Regions from separate parts of the Sus scrofa genome. Here regions 1 and 2 are each linked to region 3. Evidence: chromatin contacts called from public HiChIP or PLAC-seq and promoter capture Hi-C data. All regions are on one chromosome and are shown on one strand. The core of a region is the stretch at or near the end of the contact, and the rest is flanking DNA. Distances in the headings are between cores, read along the strand shown.

Evidence for each region. Promoter capture Hi-C pulls out the DNA fragments that hold promoters and counts their contacts. HiChIP or PLAC-seq counts read pairs in DNA pulled down with a chosen protein or histone mark.
Region 1: an H3K27ac HiChIP or PLAC-seq map of alveolar macrophages shows a contact between it and region 3. The contact joins the promoter of USP20 here to the promoter of GPR107 in region 3. A contact is called at or near these places in 1 of 5 promoter capture datasets (fetal liver), 4 of 47 Hi-C or Micro-C datasets (blood, embryonic fibroblasts, liver and 1 more) and 1 of 2 datasets of contacts at active chromatin or transcription factors (alveolar macrophages).
Region 2: a contact with region 3 is called in a promoter capture Hi-C map of liver, with 3 times the contacts expected there. The contact joins the enhancer-like site here to the promoter of GPR107 in region 3. A contact is called at or near these places in 1 of 5 promoter capture datasets (liver), 5 of 47 Hi-C or Micro-C datasets (blood, embryonic fibroblasts, liver and 2 more) and 1 of 2 datasets of contacts at active chromatin or transcription factors (alveolar macrophages).

The regions. Positions count from the first base shown.
Region 1 is chr1:269,994,140-269,996,839 of Sscrofa11.1, forward strand. USP20 (ubiquitin carboxyl-terminal hydrolase 20) reads left to right here and starts at 1,393. Exons shown (of 27, transcript XM_021070139.1): 1 at 1,393-1,480. C1H9orf78 reads right to left here and starts at 1,255. Exons shown (of 9, transcript XM_003122220.4): 1 at 1,102-1,255; 2 at 689-748. The coding sequence starts at 1,184.
Region 2 is chr1:270,024,763-270,027,510 of Sscrofa11.1, forward strand. It overlaps USP20 (ubiquitin carboxyl-terminal hydrolase 20), which reads left to right. Exons shown (of 27, transcript XM_021070139.1): 12 at 1-99; 13 at 420-560; 14 at 880-995; 15 at 1,223-1,395; 16 at 2,005-2,099. Among named protein-coding and RNA genes, the nearest start is that of USP20, 31 kb to the left of the region's middle. Within about 2 kb of position 1,284, at least 2 of the 83 cell types and tissues checked have an H3K27ac peak or open chromatin away from gene starts, as enhancers often do. A contact at or near this core is called in liver, where this site is marked.
Region 3 is chr1:270,188,909-270,191,608 of Sscrofa11.1, forward strand. GPR107 (protein GPR107) reads left to right here and starts at 1,397. Exons shown (of 18, transcript XM_021070180.1): 1 at 1,397-1,769. The coding sequence starts at 1,629. It overlaps LOC102158087 (a long non-coding RNA gene), which reads right to left. Exons shown (of 4, transcript XR_002337861.1): 4 at 2,077-2,450.

The DNA.
Region 1 (2,700 bases), core at 143-2,642, 190 kb before region 3:
ACTGGAAAGAACGTTAAATGTTAACACTAGTTACCTCCGTAAGAGAGGATTATAGGTACTGCTTCTTTTCTTTTTTTTTCTTTTTTTTCTTTTTTTGGTTTTTTTTGGAGCTGCACGCGAAGCATATGGAAGTTCCCATACTAGGGGTCCAATCAGAGCAGCAGCTGCCAGCCTAGCCACAGCCACAGCAACATGGGATCCAAGCCACATCTGCGACCTGCAGCTTGCAGCAACCCCAGATCCTTAACCCACTGAGCTAGGCCAGGGGTGGAACCCACATCCTCATTGATACTAGCTGGGTTCTTAATCCACTGAGCCACACCAGGAACTCTGTTATTTTCTTGATTATACTTTTCTAAATTTTTCCAAACTCTTAACAATCAGCATGTATTTCACAATTAATCAGGTGCAGTAAAAACACGAATCAATGAACCCGTTTCTGTACCTCTTGAGCAAACTTCAAGACCACAAGGCTCACGGCCTGTCCTGGCTAAACATTTGATAAAACGTTTAAATTTGATAAAACGTTTCCCTCTCCAGGCAGTGCAAGATGTAAAGTGTGTCCAGAGAAGGAGCTATGTCTGAAAAGACATTTGTGACGGCGTCTCGGGAGAGGGTGAGGGACCGTGGCGTCTCTGTCATCTCAGCCTCCTCTTCCTCCAGGTCCCCTCCCCTACGCGGTACCCACCTCACCCCGTTGGGCCTCTTTCTCAAGTTCTGTACCTCTCGAGTCTCCTCCAGTTTTAATCTGAAAGAAAAGCAATATTCAGGCTGAGGAACCCTCCGCGGAACTTAAGAGTCAAAAGATAGCTTCAGTGGACATCCCCTACACCTCTGTCAAGCCTCCTGCACAGGGGTCCAGAGGGTGACTGCGCCTAGACCCAACTGGAGTCCGATCCGCTGCGCACCCAGGGGCACCTCCTCAACCCTATGAGACTTTGAGGCGTCGGCCTTATCCCTTAGAGCTTCAATTTCAGCATCTGCACAAAGGGATAGCAATTCGGCTCAGAGCAATGGTGTCAACAAGGCGTCTGGCCGGTGGTGAGTCCCCCTAACCTGTCTCTCTCTTCTTGCCCCGTGAAAGCCTTGCCCCAAACGCACCGAACCTCCTCTGAGTCCTGCTCATCTTCTTCGGACTCCGAGTCAGCCCGGCGCCGCCGGAAAGTCTTCCCGGTGACCGGCATAGTCTGGCCGGACCCACGTACTAGCCTCTGCGTCGCTGCGCCTGGATCTGAGTACTTCCGGCGCTCAGCAGTGAAGTCAGAGCGCCGGCCCTGCCCGGCCCCGCCCCAAGCGTCCGGCCCCGCCCCCGGCCCACACCGCCCATCGGACCACGCCCCCAACCGCGGCGTCGGCCTCTCCTGATTGGGCATCCCAAGGGGAGGAGGCGGGGCGCGGCCGGCAGGGCCTCACGACCCTGCGCCGTGCCGCGGAGGGCGCGCTTGACTGACAGGCGGCGGTGGCGCGGTTGCGACGGCAGGTGAGTTCCGGGCCGCCGCCGGCTGCTTCAGGGGGCCGGGTCTCTCCAATCAGGGGCGACCCCAGCCCCGCTCCGGGCCGGCGGGGTCCTGGCCCTACCTGGTCCGCAGAACGCCGCGGCCAGGTGAGCAGAGCCTGGGACCCTCCCCTGGCTGCCACCGCCCTGTCCTCTCCCCCGGCCAGCGCCCGGGGGGATCCTCTCGGGCCTCACCGCCCCACTTCGAGCCTCCAGGGGCTCGTTGCTTCTCCGAAACAGGGGCCGCCATCTCTTTATTTTGCCTGGGCCCGACCCAGCCTTGAAAGCACGCGTGTGGCGTCTCGGAGCGCTTTTATTTTCCCGGAGTCTGGGCCCTGACGTGCACTTTTTTTTCTTTAGGGACAAAAGATGACCACTTCTTAGCGATGAGGAATGAAAGTCCCAGCCCAGATTGCCCCACTAATGATGGCTTCCAGCCACTTCTCTCCAAGGAGAGTTGCGTCTTGGTGTTTGGAACCTACTCGGAAGGGTTTGAGGGAGAGGGTGCTTGCTGGCCGCTTCCCGGGACCCTTGGGGGCCTTGTTTTCGTTCTTTGTCACGAGCACTGTCGCTCTGGCCTCCGCCCCTTCTACCCGAGGATGCCGTGAGGATTAAGTTTATTTGAAAAACAGACATCAGCGAACACTTAGGAAGTAACTAAATGCATACATAATGGCTGATGGGACTTGTAGAAAGCCCTTAGTTTTCGTTTTTTTCAATTTACTGTCTGTCTTTTCCTTTGCAAGAACTGTATTGAGTCCTTATTACAGGGCAGGCAGTGGACTTAGCATTATTTCATGAACTCAGTCCAGCAAGCCCCTGAAGTAGATTCCGTTGTTTTTCATTTTGCAAACAAGGACACCAAGGCTCAGAGAGGCAGTATGTGCCTCAGGTTACACAGCGGGAAGGTGGTGGAGGAATCAGTCACAGGCCTACCTCTGCTGCACCTTGTGCAGGGTACCTGGCACAGTGAGAGTTCAGTGAGTGTTTACTGCAGCATCTGTCATTCCAGCTCCCTGGCTGGGGGGAGGGGCTGATGAAACTGGGGGTTCCCTCTTCTGGAAGACCATTCTGAAGCAGGGCAGTGGTTTCTGGAATGCCTGACTTTTTTTCTGGAACAGTCTCCTCTGAGATTATTGTTCTTTTCCTTGGACCAAGACAAATAGTAGACTCAGGACTCCTTTTGGCTTGGATGAAAAGCCGTA
Region 2 (2,748 bases), core at 34-2,533, 160 kb before region 3:
AGGACGCCGACGTGGACACCGCCATGGCCGCCCTCGACCAGCAGCCCACGGACACGCAGCCACCGTCGCCGCGGTCCACCAGCCCCTGCCGGACGCCAGGTACCAGCCCGCCGCTCGAGCGCCGCAGCCCCGTGTGTGCAGCCCCCCCCCCCTGCCCTGGGGGCTCTCCCGCTAGATCGGCCTTGTAACATGACCGTGTGCAGACTCACTTGGCTGAGCAGTGGGATTCAGAACCCGCCTAGAACATGAAGTGCATGGACAGCACGTTCTGCCTGGGGGCTGGGACTGCGGCCGGGGTGGGCGCGGGACAGAGGAGACACGTGGTTCAGGCCTCGGCCCGTCAGGAGGGGTGGCAGGTCTTCCTGACCAGCCCGGACTGGCGTGATGCCCTGGCCCAGCACGGTCCCCTCTGCCCCCAGAGCCGGACAACGAGGCCCACATGCGCAGTGCCTCTCGCCCCTGCAGCCCCGTCCACCACCACGAGGGCCACGCCAAGCTGGCCGGCAGCCCTCCCCGCGCGAGCCCCGTGAGGATGGGTCCGTCGTACGTGCTCAAGAAAGGTTCGCAGGAGCTGGCGCCCCGGGAGGGCGGGCCAGCCTCCCCCGGTGGGCTCTCGGGGCCGGGGGTGGAAATCGGGGTCCTGGCCGCCTTTTTCAGGCACGTGTTCCCCAGGGCTGTGCGGCACCCTCTTGATGCAGCCTCTGAACCCTCCTCACTCCGCGGGGACACAAGTGGGGGCCCATCTCACAGACAGTGCCTGAGGCCCCAGGAGGCGGCACACACAGATGCCACCCCAAGTCCCTGCCGATGAGCCCCAGCGCCCACCCCTTGCCCCAGACAGGCTGGTGGGGCTGGGCTAGTCCCATGCTGTGCCCCCAGCCCAGGTACCGAGCACAGGCAGCCGGCGGCGGAAGGAGCAGCAGTACCGCAGCGTCATCTCAGACATCTTCGATGGCTCCATCCTCAGCCTCGTGCAGTGCCTCACCTGCGACAGGGTGGGTGCAGGGGGCTGCAGGAGGCCCCCGGGGGTTCTCACTCAGCTTGGGGGTGGGGCGCTGGTTCTCCGCAGTGCCTCCCCCCCCCGCCCGCCACCACCGGTTGTGGGGCTCCTGTGTCCAGGGCTTGGGGAGGCAGGTTCTGCTTTTTGGGGTGCAACTCTGCTTGGTCTGGGCAGGGCAGAGCCCTGGGAGTTGGAGACCCAGAGTGACCTTCAACCCTACAGGTGTCCACCACGGTGGAGACGTTCCAGGACCTGTCCCTGCCCATCCCTGGCAAGGAGGACCTGGCCAAGCTCCACTCGGCCATCTACCAGAATGTGCCGGCCAAGCCAGGGGCCTGTGGGGACAGCTACGCCGCCCAGGGCTGGCTTGCCTTTATCGTGGAGTATATCCGACGGTATGCCCACCTGCCCTGGCCTGGCCTTCCTGGACCTTGCAGCCTGCCAGGCGACAGGCCTTTAACAGCAAAGTGCAAGTATTTGCAGGGAGGAGGCAGAGTTTGGCAGGGAGCCTGAGGCTGAAGGGCATCGGGAGGTAGCTGAGTGGGGTGGGAGTTCCCTGGCCGCACTGGCATGGCGGCGTTCAGGAGGCCTGTGGATTGCTGGAAGGCAGGTAGTGATAGTGTGACCAAGTGGCAGCTAGAGCGCAGACCTGGCCTGGCGGAAAGAGCCATGGGTGCCTTTCCAGAGTCCCCACTGTGTACCATGGTGCCTGCTTCACCCACCTGCTATCAGGAACCTGAGCTCTGCCCAGGAGACAGGCCAGTGCGGCTTGGGCCCCTTTGCAGATGGGGCACAAGAGACTCGGGGAGCGGTGAGGTCATTCTCCCAAGGACACACAGCTGCTGGCTGGGGGTCCCAGGTTTTTGGCTTCCGACCTTGGCCCATCCCACCCACCAGGCCAGGCTGCCCCTCTGTGCCCAAACGGGCCTCAGCCCAAAGGCCCCTGAGTCTGACTCTTGCCCAGGCCTGGCAGCACCCCTGCCACTCCCTCTCTGTCTCTGTAGGTTTGTGGTATCCTGTACCCCCAGCTGGTTTTGGGGGCCAGTCGTCACCCTGGAAGACTGCCTGGCTGCCTTCTTCGCTGCTGATGAGCTGAAGGGTGAGTGGCCGGGGCTGGCTGGGGCGGGGGTTGCTGGGTCAGCATTCAGATCAGCGTGTCTGGGACTTACTGTCATTGTCTCGCTGGGCCTGGGACTGAGTGCTTTTGCTGCCCCACCACCTTGTGGCTCCTAGGGCTTCGCCTCTTTTTATTTACCAGTTTGGTGGACGAAAAGGATACCATTCTTTAATTTTGTACTTTCTTCATTACTGATGTGCTTGAAGTTTTATTTATTTTTGTCTTTTTAGGGCGGCACCCGTGGCATATGGAGGTTCCCAGGCTAGGGGTCCAATCGGAGCTGCAGCTGCTGGCCTACACCACGCATAGCAAACACAGGATCCGAGCCGCATCTGCACCCTACACCACAGGTCATGGCAATGCCAGATCCTTAGCCCACTGAGCGAGACCAGGGATCGAACCCACATCCTCATGGATCCTAGTTGGGTTCATTAACCCCTGAGCCACCTAGGGAACTCCAGAGCTTGAACATTTTTTTAAAAGTGGATTGGCTCGGAGTTCCCGTCGTGGCACAGTGGTTAACGAATCCAACTAGGAACCATGAGGTTGTGGGTTCGATCCCTGGCCTCGCTCAGTGGGTTAAGGATCCGGCGTTGCCATGAGCTGTGGTGTAGGTTGCGGATGCGGCTCG
Region 3 (2,700 bases), core at 147-2,646:
GGCCTAAGCCACAGCCAGAGCAACACCAGATCTTAGCTGCATCTGCAACCTAAGCTGCAGCTTGGGGTAGGGTCCTGGAAACTTAACCCACTGAGCAAGGCCAGGGATGGAACCCACATCCTCATGGATACTCTGCCGGGTTCTTAACCCACTGAGGCACAGTAGGAACGCCACCTCCTCTATTCTTTACTTGCCCAACTGATTTTTTTTAACCTGAATATAGCACTTTATCTCCATTAAAATGTATCATAGTAATTCCAGGTCCTAGTTCCAGTTAAAAACTTTAAAATCTGATTCAGTCATTAAACACTTTAGTATACCGATAATCATTCAGTATCGTGATTCCTGGTGTTTCTTTTTCCTTTTTTTAATAATGATTTCAGTTTTTCCATTATTCCTGGTGGTTTTTATTTTATCCTCTTTTGCTTAAATGACTTCACACAAAGAGCATGCATTACTTGCAGTGGTGTGTGTGGCAAGCTAAAAAAAGAACCTAAACAAATAAATAAACCTAGCTAGTCTACTGGCAATTTTAATAAAAGTGTTCTATAACTTCTTGGTAAAAAATATAGTGAGTTGGAGGGAACCAACTACTGAATCCTATTAAAAATCGTCCTCCAGGAGTTCCCATCGTTGCGCAGCAGTTAACGAATCCGACTAGGATCATGAGGTTGCAGGTTCGGTCCCTGCCCTTGTTCAGTGGGTTAACGATCCGGCGTTGCCGTGAGCTGTGGTGTAGGTTGCAGACGTGGCTTGGATCCCACGTTGCTGTGGCTCTGGCGTAGGCCGGCGGCTACAGCTCCGATTCGACCCCTAGCCTGGGAACCTCCATAGGCCGCGGGAGCGGCCCAAAGAAATAGCAAAAAGACAAAAAAAAAAAAAATCGTCCTCCAAATTCCAAAGATTAGAAACAAAGGATGAAATAGCATGAAGCACTATAACACAGTATTTAGCAGCTCCCATGAAATTCCCTGTTCAACCTGAACAAATGACTTAATTTCTCAAGAGTTTCAGTTTGCTTATCGGTAAAGTGGGGATAATGCTCATTATCTCCCATCTCATCAGACTGTTCCAAGTTTAAATGCACACGACAGGCCTAACAAGTGCCTGATGAGGGCGCAATAAATTCCTATCACAATCACTTAGTCTGAAATTTTAGTGTGACGTGCCTCAGAAAACCCAAAAGACCTATGACAAGTCATGCTGTTCGAGGAGTCAGTCCCATCGATAGCTAGGCAACTTGGAGGCATCCCCACCCTTGGAGAGCCGGGTCCCTCCGCGGGCCCAGTAGCGCAGATCCACCACCGCTTTCAAAGCTCCCCTGGGCGGAGAGGAGGCCTGAGCTGGTCCCGCCCAGCGACCGTTGCCATGGCAACCGGCACACCCTCCCCACCGGGTGTGCAACGTCTTCGGGCTAAACCAAAAGTCTGCACAGGAGAGGCCAACTGAACGGCCCCCGAAATGGCCAGCTCAGGCCTATCAGCGACTTCCTGGGCCAAACACTCCACGAAGAAGGTCTTGGTCCCCGTCTCCGGCAGCTGAACTCCTCTTCCCGGCTTCCGGCGGCCGCCGACCTTTAACCCCGGAAGTGGGCGGGAGAGGAAGCGACTGGTGATGCTGGAACAAACATGGCTGCCCCGGCGCCCGTCGGCCTCTCGGGCTCACGCAGTCCTCTGCTGGCCGCCGGACTTCGGCTGCTCCCGCTGCTGGGGCTGCTGCAGCTGCTGGCCGAGCCCGGCCTGGGCCGCGTCCACCACCTGGCGCTCAAGGTAAGGCCCACCGCGGCCGGGCAGGACCGGGACGGGGGGCGGAGGCCGCGGCCGCTCCGGGACTGGGGGCGACTTGGGCCCAGGCGAGAGGGGCTGTGGACTCTTGGGCCCCCGCCCTCCCGGCGCGGCTTCCCTCGGAGAGGCGTCTGTTGGGAACTGTGGGAATGTTGGGAGTCCTCCGTCTGTCTGGAAGTGGCAGGAAGATTCGAACTGAGTGTGGGGAAGGGGCTGAACTGCGGCGTAACCCTAAAGGACTCAGGAGGCCGCGCTTGTAATCCTTGCTGGCTTCCCTAGCTTCCTTTCGAAGGCAGCCAGTCCTTCCTCGTCACTTCCAACTTTCATCCCCGACTTGGATTGTCCGCGGTCTCCACTTGTCCGTCCCCTTGAGCCTGGTCGTTGGAAGGTACGCCGAACCTTTGCCTCAGTTTCCCAGTTGGGCTTCGTGTTCTCTCTGGACTGCTCAAAGCTGGAATCTCCGGGAGGAATTCAGATTTCGCTTGAAAGACGAGACCAGGAATTTAAAACCAGCGTTAAAAATATGTTTCTAATTAGAGGCTCTGCCTTTTTACCCCTCTCTCTCCTGTGTCTAGGGAAGAGATTTATGACAGGCCTAGGATGATCCCTTGGATCTTGCTTTTTAACTCAAAACGTGCCCCCAGGCGATTCAGCAGGTTATGATATCTGGAGAATGGAAGAATAAATCATTATGATCCAAAGCCTTGTACATTATTTTCATAATAGACAGTTTTCTTAGAAGTGTGGTATTGTAGAAAGTTTGTCTTATTAAGACTCATTTCTTTAACAAAGCATTATATTTTGTGAATGTACAGTTTAAAGAATACATAATCGGGAATAAAAAGCCTGGCCAGACCCATGTTCCATACTTTGGGTATCAGTTGTTTGTAAATACAAATTATCCTGATTAATATGA